2 separate regions of the Gossypium hirsutum genome follow, and region 2 is linked to region 1. Evidence: chromatin contacts called from public Hi-C data. All regions are on one chromosome and are shown on one strand. Each heading gives the region's core, a stretch centred on a gene start, on an enhancer-like site or on the middle of the called end of the contact. The rest is flanking DNA. Distances are from core to core; before and after follow the strand shown. Region 1 holds the start of LOC107952810 (WRKY transcription factor 1). Region 2 holds the start of LOC107952795.

Region 1 (6,176 bases), core at 1,623-4,122:
AACTTTAGGCATGCACCACGCATTCCTGCCTGCTACACTTGAAACGAGATTTCAATTTTTTTTCTTTTACAGGCTGCAAAAGATGAACTGGTCTCAGCCTTGTATTAGTGGCAAGGACAATTGGTTGCACAAAGAAAAGATATTTATATTGTAACTCCAAATAGTTCGAAGTGCCTGACCTGTTTTAAGGGCACTCTGTGGCTTGTAGAATTAGCTCTGGTTAACAGAAATTAGTTTCACTTTCTTTTTTAGATGACAGTTTTATTTTTTGGCCATCTTAATGCAAATTGCATGGCATGTTCATTTTTGTTTCTAAGAATATTGTATAGGGTGTTTACTGTTTCTTCCTTTGGTATCGGCATGGATGTGTTAGTTATGTGTAATTGAAGTAGATTGTTTTATGTTGTTGGCACTCTTTTTATCATGGTCAATGTTTTGGGATTTCAAGGAAATCCTGATCAAGTGGAACAGAGAGAGAGAAGTAGATGGAAAATACTGAGATTTAGATTGTAAGTATACTAGACGCCTTTTGTAAGTACAATTTCTTAGAACCAATGAGGTTAAACTTGGAGTTGAGATTTTGAATTCTTTAAGCAATTTTCACAGATTTTCATGGAGCGGTTTAACTAATTAAACCACTTTCCAACATCTTAAGGCCATGATCTCCTGGCACTGAAATGGGGCTTTAATGAACAAAAATGAGTTGCATACTCTTATTTAAACATGTTTTCTTTGAGAACCAAAATTTGCAGAAGGATACCTCCTCTTGCTGACTGATCTACTTCCTATTCTACACAGTTAGAAACCCTGCGATTGGTTTGGATTCAAATCAGTTTTGTTTGACATGTGCCATTCTTCTTGTTGGAGGAAATGAGATCTGGTTTGGGGTTTCCCCAAGTCTAAAGCTTGTTGATTCATAATTCTTCTCCATTGCATCCTTTTGTAGCAACAAGTTTATAGGTTTACTGTTAATCTCTGCTCCATCCTTCTATGGACTGTCTCCTAGATTCAGGCATGGACTCGTTTTGGACAGCTTCAATGGATGCCTCTGTTTCTTTGAGATTGTGAGCTTAGACTAGTTCGCCTTATTCAAACTTGTCATGATTGTTGTGGCCATGTTCATGTGGTTGATGCAGGGATAAAATGATTCCCGAGCAATTTCATTTTAGATACCATTGTGATATAATCGATTGGAGTAGGATTTGTGGCTTTGACTGGACAACCTCTACTACCCTTACCCTTTATGAAAAAAAAAAAAACTATTGTTATATATATATATATATGTTTTTTTACTCCGGCGATGAAAGGGATTGTATGTATTAATTTAAATATATTATATTTTATGTTAAATTTTAAATACATGATTAAAAATTGAAATTGTTTAAATTTGAAAAATTAAAAGATACATAATTAAAATTTAATATAATACACGAAATTTAAATATTTAAATTTAATTCAATTTTTCAGGATTTTTTAAATCATTTAATTATTTGTTTTGTAATATTGAAAATTATTTTAAAATTGAAAATTTTAACAATTTTCAATACCTTAACAATTGAATTATTTTTTAAACATTCAAATTTATAAATTTAAATTAAATATATATGTTTAAAAAAGTTATTACACTTTTATAAATAAAATAGAAAATTTAAGAACTATTTATATTATATTATATTATATTATATTATATTATATATATATATAGATAGATAGATAAACTGCTTTAAAACTTTTTAATATTAGAATTGACATGTTTTAAATTAGTAAGGAGTATTCAAGCAATTTTCAAATATTTTTTAAAATTCAATCAAACTATTAGTTTAAAAGTTTTAAAATTTTTAATACTATTATTGATATGGTTTAATGTTTATTTTTATTATCTTAAAAGTTTTTCCATTTTTAAACTACTATTGATTGTTGTAAATATTATTTTTACATTTTATTTTAGACTTTTATCTTATTTTTTTTATAATTTTTAAAAATGTCGATATTATTTTAAAATCTGTAAAAGAATGGTAATAAAATTTTAAATATTAGTGTAACCAATATTTTTTTTTCATATGTTTATTGTTAATAGATTAAAAAAAATTAAAACATCTCAGATATAAATATTTTTCCTAAGTTTATTGTTAATAGGATTTAATATTTTAAAGTCTCAATTCACCATTTTTTTTAAGTCTCAAGGTTTTTACGTGTTCAAGCTTTTAAAATTTAAAATTTTCATAAAACTTATAAAATTGTCAAATATCATAAAAATACAATATGAGTACAAAAGTTTAAAAATTTTAAATTTGTATTAATTAGATTTATATGAAATTATAAAATGATGTACGACCTTAGTTGTATGTATTAATTAAAATATATTGTATAATTTTTATTTTATGATTGACATTATAAATAAATCTATAATTTTTATATATTTTATAATTCGATATTTTTATTTGATAAAAAATAATGTTTTAAATTGTTATTATTATTATTATTTAAGGGGTACACATGGGTTATATTAATTTAAGATATTATTTTTTATTGAATAAAATATTAAATTAAGAATATGTAAAATTATAAATGATTTAAATTTATTTATAATATCAATCATAAATTTAAATTTATATAAAGTTATAAAATAATTTTAATATATTTTAATTAATATGTATAATTGAATGTGTGCATTGCTGGATAAGAAAACTAGCTCGATAATATAATAAACAAAAAATATTACATTATTTAGTTAAAAAATTTGTCTATATATTATAGATAGATAATATGGATTATAAATAAATATAAAAAATATATTAATGTTAAAATAAAAAAAAATAAAATAAAAATTTATCCTTACATATTAATTCGAGCAAGCGGCATTGACTAAAATAAAGAAAAGCAAGCAATAACAGCGTCTCAAGACAAAAAAGGGGAAGGCAGATATATAGACGAATGAGTGTTAGTGCGTGTATTCTAGTTTTCCCCCAGCCTCTGCTTAACTTGCCTTTTCTTTCTTTCCTTTGTTTTTTTAATGATTTTATTGGGATTAGACTTTAACAACCTGAATCGCTATTTCCCCCACTCTGACTCTACTTACTTCCCCGATTTTCACTTTCCGGCTCCAACCACCATCTCTGGCGTGATCTACGCCTCTCATCGACTCTTCTAATCACGCTCTTTGCGCCTGATCTACGTTTAGGGTTTCTTGATGCTCTCTTCCACACTTGCATAGCTAGGTAACTTTCCTCTTTTTTTTTTCTCTTTATTTTCTTCAGTTTTAACTTTCTCTCCCTCTCCCACCTAATTTATTTGTTATGGAATGAATTTAATTTCGTTTGCTGCCGTATTTCTGGGGATTTTAGCTCTTAATTTGTTTCTACTTTTGGTTGCTGAGAAACTCCGTAGTATTAGAGCGACAAAGTTGCAAAACTATACTCATTCAATTAAATTGGAACTTTCTAATTAGTCTTATATTAAATTAACCATATCAAACCATACAAGCAAGTTGGGCAGTTTAAATTATTCTTTCAGGTGAATAAATAAAGCAACTTTCGAATTAATATTATATTAAATTAACCTCATAAATTTCATCGTTTCTTTAGTAGTTTAATTAGGAATTGTTAGTTTGGCATTCGGAATTATTTCCCGTCATGCTCTACATAAGGAAGACCTACACACACAAAAAAAAAAAAAAGAAAAAAGGAAAAAAAGAAGAAGAAGAAAGAAAGAAAAAGAAATACAGAGAAATTGAAATGCATAAGTTTTCTGCAAAGGTTTGGTTAATTGTGAAATTCTTAACTGAGGAAGCCCAGTCACAAGTTGATGCGATATATGATATGGTTATTCTCTAAAAGTCTAAGCAATTGAATGCTAATGATTAATAAGGTGGCTAGCTGTTCTCCAGCTGGTTTTTTATTCTCCTATATCTATAAAGTCATGGGCACAATACTGTTTTAGTATATATACAAGGCCCTTTTTAATGGTGACTAAAGTGATAAAGAGGTTCTTTACTTCAGATGGTTTCTTCAGGGGAGTGTGTAACGGATGAAGTTGGTACGGATAAAGTACAGAGCCGAGATGCTGGAAGTCATGCATTGCAACAGATCTCTGATAGTAAAATTCAGTCATCACAATCTGTTGAAGGGAGAGGAACCCTTGCACTTGTATCAAAGGAAAATCCACTTCCTATTTCTGTGATCCATGCTTCACAGTCACAGCAACAAGGAAATGCTTACTCTATGACATCCAAGAAACAATCGCTGACTCCTTCTCCATCGCCTGGTATTGATGGGAGCAGTCCCATTGTACGTGAGAAAGCCTCAGAGGATGGGTATAACTGGCGTAAATACGGGCAGAAACTTGTTAAAGGAAATGAATTTGTTCGAAGTTATTACAGATGTACACATCCAAACTGCCAAGTGAAAAAGCAATTGGAACATTCACATGCTGGGAAAATGGTTGACACTGTTTATTTTGGTCAGCATGATCATGCAAAGCCGCTGACCCCACCTGTAGCTGTTGGCTTTGTTGTCTCTGTCGTTGAAGAGAGACGAGATAATGCATCTCCAACTGTTATCAAAGGTAAGAAAATCATCTTAATCATTTATGACTTGTCTAATCTGATGAAGCAAAAGTTGCTTGATTTATAACTGATCTCATATTTGAAGACAAGTCATTGGGTGCACATATCCAAACACCTCGCCTGATTGAGCCAGGGGATAGTTCTCAGCCTTTACCTATTGCTGCTAGTGAAGATTTGAAAGGTGCATCTTCAAAATCAAATGGGATGCAAAATATTGCTGGTAATGATGATGGTCATCTCATCTCAAAACGCAGGTACCTTAGTTTATTCTTCTTGTGTGTTTGTTCCTCTTAACCTTCGGTTAACAGTCACTGAATGCAAACAGGAAGAAAGAGAACGATATTGTTGATGCATCTCCAGTGCATAAACCAACAAGTGAATCACCTATGATTATTAAGACACTAAGTGAGGTTGACATCGTAAATGATGGGTACCGTTGGCGCAAATATGGCCAAAAATTAGTTAAAGGCAATCCTAATCCAAGGTATGAATCACCTTATTTTTGTTTGTACACATTTCAAACACTTTTGTCTAATTTACATAGTATTGCTGCTCTTTGGCAACAAATGTAATCATATTGTTATACCAACTATAGATGTTTTCTTATCATAAGTAGAGATGCCTCCTTATCTCTAGTGCTGAGAGTACTTGTGCATATTACCTAAATGTGTTTTGATCTCAGAAAATTTTCCATTCTTTACATATGTAACCATACTGCGGCTTTTGGCATGAAGTTGACTCTCCGGTCACTTGTGATGTAGGAGTTATTACAGGTGCTCAAATCCCGGATGCCCTGTCAAGAAGCATGTGGAGAGGGCATCTCATGATGCAAAATTGGTTATAACTACATATGAGGGAAAACATGACCATGATTTGCCTCCAACTAGGACAGTTACTTACAATATAATTGGCGTAAATGTTGATTCAGCAGCTCATAACAGTGAATCAGGCACCAAGGTAGAAAAAAGGGAGACCATTAATTCTAGTTCTGGAGCCGAGAATAAACCGAGCGAACAATCGAATGGCAAGTCAAGAACTAAGTTAGAAGTAAGTGGTACTGTTCATGTTAGCACAGTTAATGCACCTACATTGGGTCCTGAAAGTGGGTCAAATGAGCAACGGAGTGGAAAGTTAGATCACAATGAAGAGAGTGAAGTGGTTGGCTATACTTCTCATTGTAAATCAAGTTCTCAGAATACAGAATGAGCAGATCAGTAGCAAATTCAAAGCAAAATGGAAAAATGGTATTGCTGACAGTGATAAGATGGTCCATGTCCATATTCTCGGGGTGTTCGTATTCGCAATGATTGATTCGGAGTATCAATATTGGCAAGCAGCCCCCATGTGTAAAATTATTCAACCAGTTTAAATAATGCAAGATTAAGATGTAGAATTTTATCTTACGGAAAGATCTAATATAAAATAGGCTAATGTTTATTGAGAAATTTCTCAGTTATTTTTCACCTTCGTCTTCCATTATTATTCAAGTTTTAGGTGTCACTGAATGAATGAAACAATGGAACGAGATGACCGCAGAGAAGCAGGCTAACTTATGATTTATGAGAAATGCACGCTTAAATAAGTTGTTGGCAGCTAAAACAAAGACATCCAA
Region 2 (6,176 bases), core at 1,729-4,228, 670 kb after region 1:
TCTCAAGTCATGTAAGCCATGGTTTATCCACTGAATTTCCCTTTTTACTTCAACCGGGACATTTATCATTATATCATTATTATTGACATATTTCATGGATTTTCATGCCATCCTTATAACTAAATATCATGCATTCATAACACAGTAATTAGGCATATTAATAGTTTACTTAAAATTATCCGAACTTACCTGGTATTTGTCTCGGTTTCGTGTTTTGGTTATTCTGAAACCTTTCGTTTTCCTTGATCGACATCCGAAATTTGCTCCTCGAGGTCTATAACAATAAAAATGAATCATCAATACCTCACATTAATCTTTTTGAGCCTAAATTTTACCCCCAGACAAAAGGACCATTTTGCCCCTAACCTTTCACATTTTTACGATTTAGTCCCTAGGCTCGTATAATAAAATACATGCAATTTCTACCTCACCCAAGCCTAGCCGATTTTTCTTTCCTCTTACGGAAGCCCACATTTTTCCATTATTTCTCATCTTTCTACCCATTTTTACAACTTTTACAAAATGGTCCCTAAAACCATTTCCATGAAAAATAACTTAGTAAAAGTTGTTTACCATCTTTTAAACTTTCATATTCCTCTATAAACCATCAAAATACAAGTATCTCATGCATGGGTAAATTTTAAAACATGAACCCTAGCATGAAATATGGGTAGAAATAGAGAGAGTAAGCTACCGGGATTTCAAAAATGCGAAGAACATTAAAAACGGGGCTTGGGAGCACTTACTATTGAGCTTGAAAATGTTGAAAACCCCAGCTATGGAGGGCTTGAGAAATTCGGCTGGATGAGGGAGAAGAATGGCTGATTTTTGCCTTCATTTTCCCATTTTATTTCATTAATTAGCCAAATGAGCCATTTCTTTAAAATTTTACCCATACATGCCCATTTTTGTCCAAAAACTTAGAATTTGGGTAAATTGCTCTTTAAGACATTCTAATTAATAAACTAAAGCAATTTCATACAAATTGCTTCTAGAATTCAAGTTTTGCAATTTATTCAATTTGGTCCTTATTTTCCAATTGGACACCTTACTCATAGAATTTCCTCATGAAACTTTAACATATGCATATTTTCATATGCTAGACCTCATAATAATCATAAAATAAATATTTCAACATCGATTTTGTAGTCCCGAAACCACTGTTCCGACTGGGCCCTATTTTGGGATGTTACACAGAGGTGCTTTGTCATGACATCTAGCTGAATTACTTGATTTCTTGAACCTATAAGTGGTGTCGCGACATGGAAGGTCTGTGTAGCGATACCGGCTCTTTTTTGACCTCTCTTCTTGAATTTCAAAGTGTTCGAATTATTTTCTTAGTCAATTTAAATAAAATTAAACCCTAAACTACATATGAGTATATTGAAATACAATATTATACAAAAGTTTATCTTAGAAAAAAAAATCAAGTATTGTTGTCGGATTAATCCATTAGCTCCGAAAGTGTATACATGGATGTGCTCTTTATCGTGTTTCTGTCCGTATTGGTCCAGCATCCATCATGCCACTCCACCTTATTTCATTTGTCCCGCTCCTTAAATTTGCTCTTTTGACCTACACTTATGACAACAAATACCTTTTTTGGTTCAAGATAATTAGAGATTTTTACAGATATCTCCAAACATTGTTTCTGTAATTTTTCCCTATTTCCCTCATTCTGTTGGTGACAACATTCAAAAATTTCAATATTTCTATTTTCTTTTTCATCATTTTTTTTCTTTTCTCCTTTTTTTCTTTTTCCTACCCTTATCTTCTTCATATTTCTTCTTCAGTCTTATTCATCTCCTAGTGTAAGGGCCAACTGTAACAAGAATTGACGTCAGGTTCTTGGGTTTTTTTTTCTTGGCTTTTTAAGAAAAAAACTAATTTTTGATATTTCCAGTTCTGGGTTTTCAACATTTTTCTTTGAATCAGTGTTTTTTTTTAATTTGTAAAAAACAAATCCCCACCCAAATCTTTTCCTTTTCATGATTTTCTTCAAATGAGTGTTAAATTGTGCTTTAGCCAGTAATTTTAAACACAGTGGTAGTAAACGTTGCTCTTTACAGACAGTGCAACATAGTTTGTCGTCAATATGATTTCATTTATTTTCACTATCAGTATTGCTTCCAATGCCGCTTTCAACGTTGGCAGTTGTTCGTTCCATTCGACGTTCTTAATCTCCATCTGTGATAACTGATCCTTAACCACTCAAATCGTGGAAATGGCTTGAAATTGAATGGCTTTGAAGCAAAAAGCCATAACTTACTAGATTGAGGGCAATAATCAAGTAGTATCTTGGACCTATACAACAACAACTAGACTTCCTGGAAGCACAATATGGCTATTGGTGGCAAGTTCGACGAGGAACCAGACCTTGATTCCCTTAAATACTCCAAAACCATAGGGAAATTTTCAATATTTTGGACCAAAGATTGGGAATTCCTCGTTGAAAGAAGAAAACATGGTTAGACAAGCAAGAAACAAGATCGGACAACAAAGCGACCAAGGTTTGGACAAGATCCACTTGTGTTAAGTCAACAGGGACCAAGAAAACGTCTAGAGATGGCGATCTTCTCCTCCTTAAAAAAGAGAATATAGTTGCAAGAATTTGCAATAAAACAAATGAAAATTTAAAAATATAAAGAATACCGAAGATTCTCAACTTTATTTTAGTCATTAGGTTATTATTTAAAAAGGAAAATGAAAATAAGGGAAAATTATTTAAAAAAAAGGTATAAAGAGGATGATATGTGGCACCATGTGAGTGGTCAGCGATGCCACATCAGTAAAAAAGTATAGTGATAGGTTTGAGTATCAATATAATAGAAGAAAAAAGTTCGATATCATTCTAGAACAAAAAAAAAAACTATAAATATCAATTTAGAGTAAATGAATAAATTTAAATACTAATTTTATATTTAACCCATATACCAATTTTATATTTATCCCAATCCAAGCCCTACACCGGTTAAGAGAGTTAGAAGAAAAAAAAAAAGCGACAAACCCGAAGTTAAAAACAGTAATCATTTCTTCGTTTCTTCTCCACTAATCCACCTTCAATCCCAATAAACAATACAGTAAGCGCCAAAATACACCAGCCCTGAAGTGGGCCTATTCTTGTTGAGGAACAATCGTTGCACCTTCTCCTCCTTCTCATTTCGCTGCTAATTCGCTGAATCGTTGTTGCCTTTGGTTGCCAGGCTTTGACAAATCCAGATCAACCAGACTTCCTCACACTCAGAGATCCAAAGCTTTTATTGAAGGCAAGTTAAAAAAGGATATGAACGAGGTGATGATGGCAGCGGATTCGAGCTCGCTGAGAGGAGATGGAGCGACATCATTTGCGTCGTCTCCGTCGTCGAATCTGCTTCCTAATAACCTCCCTCTCCTCACGGCCTTCCTCGCTTTCGCTCTCGCCCAGTTTCTCAAACTCTTTACCAATTGGTTCGTTCTTTCTTAATCTCTGTATTTCCCCTTTCTTCTTGCTCATTTTCTTGGGCATTTAATTAAATATACTAAATTCAATTAAATTCAAATTCCAGTTTTTGCAAGTTTGGCGAATCGTTACTTTATTGTTGTTTGAAGCGAAAGTTGGGAACTCGTATCTTGGAATATCATTGATTTTGGTTAGGGCTTTTGAGACACTTTAACCATCAATTGCTCATTAGAAAAACCCATAACTAGTTACCGTGAGAATTTAAAATAGAAATGTTGGTTTATTAGTTAATCAATTGCCCCTGACTGCTAAGAACTTGTTTAGCTCTAGTTAGGGAACCCTTGTTTTGATTCTTTTTTTGGTGACTTGTTTTATTTAATGTCTCATAGGGGCAGTTTTGATGATTGATCATTGGTGACTAAAATGTTTACCAACGTGCCTTATCTGGTTGCATTGTGAATAAGGGATCTGGTACTGTATTTCTAGCTTCTATAACTTCAATGGACTCCGATTCATTGAAAGCATATGATAATGGTTCCCTTAGTATTGTAATTATGGGTTTGAATTGAATTTCAAGGCAAGAATATACCTCATCTTATTTTTCCCTCGGTATTGTACTTACGTGTTTGAATTGAATTGTAAAGCAAGAATATGCTTCATCTCATTTTAAGCTCATCATATCTCACAATCTTGGTGGTCTAGGCTTAGAGGTTTTTCTTTACCCCCTTCATTTCAGTGTCTCTCCTATATATAAATTCCAAAAACTGCAGTTGCAACCTTATCAAAGGGCTCCCATGCTTGCTTTTCTTCCTTGTGTGCAAGTAAAGCCAGAGTCTTCATTTTTCAAGATGATAGATTCTCATGATATTTGCAATCTTGAAATTAGGAGTTAGGACCATTATAAGGTAGATATTTTCTTTCTAAAGTTTTCCACCCATGAAGGAACAAGTTGGATAGTAGGGCAGGTAGGTATTTCACACAAATAAATATTGTGGAAAACGAAGAGAAGTAAGGCTAGAGAAACTATTGAGTCTCCTTGCTGACAAGAGTTGTTAAACATGTGGGCAACATTAATAGCAAGGAATAACTTTAAAGGTATAGTGTCTCATTGTGGACATTTATGATATGAAGCCAGTAATGACCTTAGTAACTTTATATGAGAGACTTTGTAATAATTTAAAGCAGTCCTTCACCAAATCAAATATGATTGAGGACTTCACTTAAACAAAGACCCATGAGAGGACTCTAATGGGGAATCACTATACTGCCCTTGGAAGTAAAAGTTACAAATACATCCCTGGTTCTGGAAATTAAAGTTTGTTCTGTTTTAGCCTTTGGGTTTTACTTTTAAGTTTGTAGTGTATATGCATGGTTCTTTTTTTCTCCTGCATAGCTAGTATATTTATTCTTTTTTGATCATGAATGTACTAGATTTTTTTATTTTTGTTCTAATAGAAAGTTCAGTGGCTTGTGAATAGTAGCTCAAAATTTTGAACTTGTTTCTCCTAGATGCTCAGGTTTAAAGAAAGGAGATGGGATTCTAAGAGGATGATTGATTCAGGTGGGATGCCATCATCACACTCTGCAACTGTGACAGCTCTTGCAGTTGCTATAGGTTTGCAGGATGGAATGGGAGGACCGGCTTTTGCTATTGCAGTTGTTCTGGCATGTGTTGTATGTGCTTCCTAACTTTTCATTTCCTTGTTATGACATTCTCATGTACAACATTTATGAGAATATAGCCTTTTGCAATCTAATTCAGAAAAATAGTTAATGAAAAGAAACAGAGACAAACGTCTCTCTCACTTGAACCCTTTCACTCTTGTTGGCACAGGAATACTGCTGGTGGCAGTCCCTACTTTCAATTTTCTTTTCTCTCCCATTCCTTTTCCCTCTTATTGATGCCATGGCTATAGACCTCACCACTGCTGCCAGCATGTCCTTTAACAATGTTGATCTCTATGGTTTTTTCTCATTCTTCCAGAGAATCTTTGCTACACTTTGTCCTTCTCTTTCCTTTCTGTATTCAGCAGTCGCGTAGCAATTCTTCATTCTAACAAATTATAGTACATATCCTACGTCTTCTTGACACATTCTACAGCACTTTGTGGGTATTTATTTATTTATTTTGCAACATTTTTATTTTATTTTATCTTGTTTCCAAAAGATTTTAGTTTGTTCCAACTAGTTTGAGTGATAATGATGTTAAGAGATTGGTTTTTGATGTCTGTATCAAGTTGAGACTGATTCATAATTATTTTGGAAAGTAAATATTTGACAAGTATTTTTGTTCTGTAGTAAATTTTTGAATGAAACTGGATACGAAGTTCTGTTGTTAGCTAAATGAAATTGGATCTTAGCATGAAATAGCGGTTATATAAGTTCAGTGGTGAAGTGAGCCTTTATCCCAAATACCTATGGTTTTCTTTTAGCTTTTTAGGAGGCTTGGGATTCTTTTTAGCTGCTTAAAGAATATGCTTTCTAGAAAATCCGCTTAAAGTTATATTTTAGGAGGACGATTCAAGAGAAGTTTGTATATGCAGTAAATTATATCATAATTCTGGTAGATTTGAGTCTATTGTTGCTACTTTAGGTATTTGCTTCTTGCTTAGATGACTTAAAAACAGAGAATAGGAAAGCATGAAGACAAAACCTGATATTCAGCTTTATGCTATAAGGTTAGTGTTAAGTACCTCAATTTTCATATGCTCTGTGTTTGGAAGACCAACGTGGCCAT

The links. A called contact is a pair of places that touch in the nucleus more often than the background predicts.
Region 2: a Hi-C map of leaf shows a contact between it and region 1, with 2.2 times the contacts expected there. The contact joins the promoter of LOC107952795 here to the promoter of LOC107952810 in region 1. A contact is called at or near these places in 2 of 34 Hi-C or Micro-C datasets (both in leaf).

What each region holds. Positions count from the first base shown.
Region 1 is chrA07:64,707,278-64,713,453 of Gossypium_hirsutum_v2.1, forward strand. LOC107952810 (WRKY transcription factor 1) reads left to right here and starts at 2,873. Exons shown (of 5, transcript XM_016887994.2): 1 at 2,873-3,218; 2 at 3,999-4,563; 3 at 4,650-4,818; 4 at 4,890-5,048; 5 at 5,326-6,009. The coding sequence starts at 3,999. The coding sequence ends at 5,770. It overlaps LOC107952807 (protein MAIN-LIKE 2-like), which reads left to right. Exons shown (of 7, transcript XM_016887990.2): 7 at 73-401. LOC107952809 (scarecrow-like protein 21) reads right to left here. Exons shown (of 1, transcript XM_041116983.1): 1 at 6,092-6,176.
Region 2 is chrA07:65,381,979-65,388,154 of Gossypium_hirsutum_v2.1, forward strand. It overlaps LOC107952795, which reads left to right and starts at 2,979. Exons shown (of 7, transcript XR_005930084.1): 1 at 2,979-3,080; 2 at 3,204-3,447; 3 at 4,957-5,113.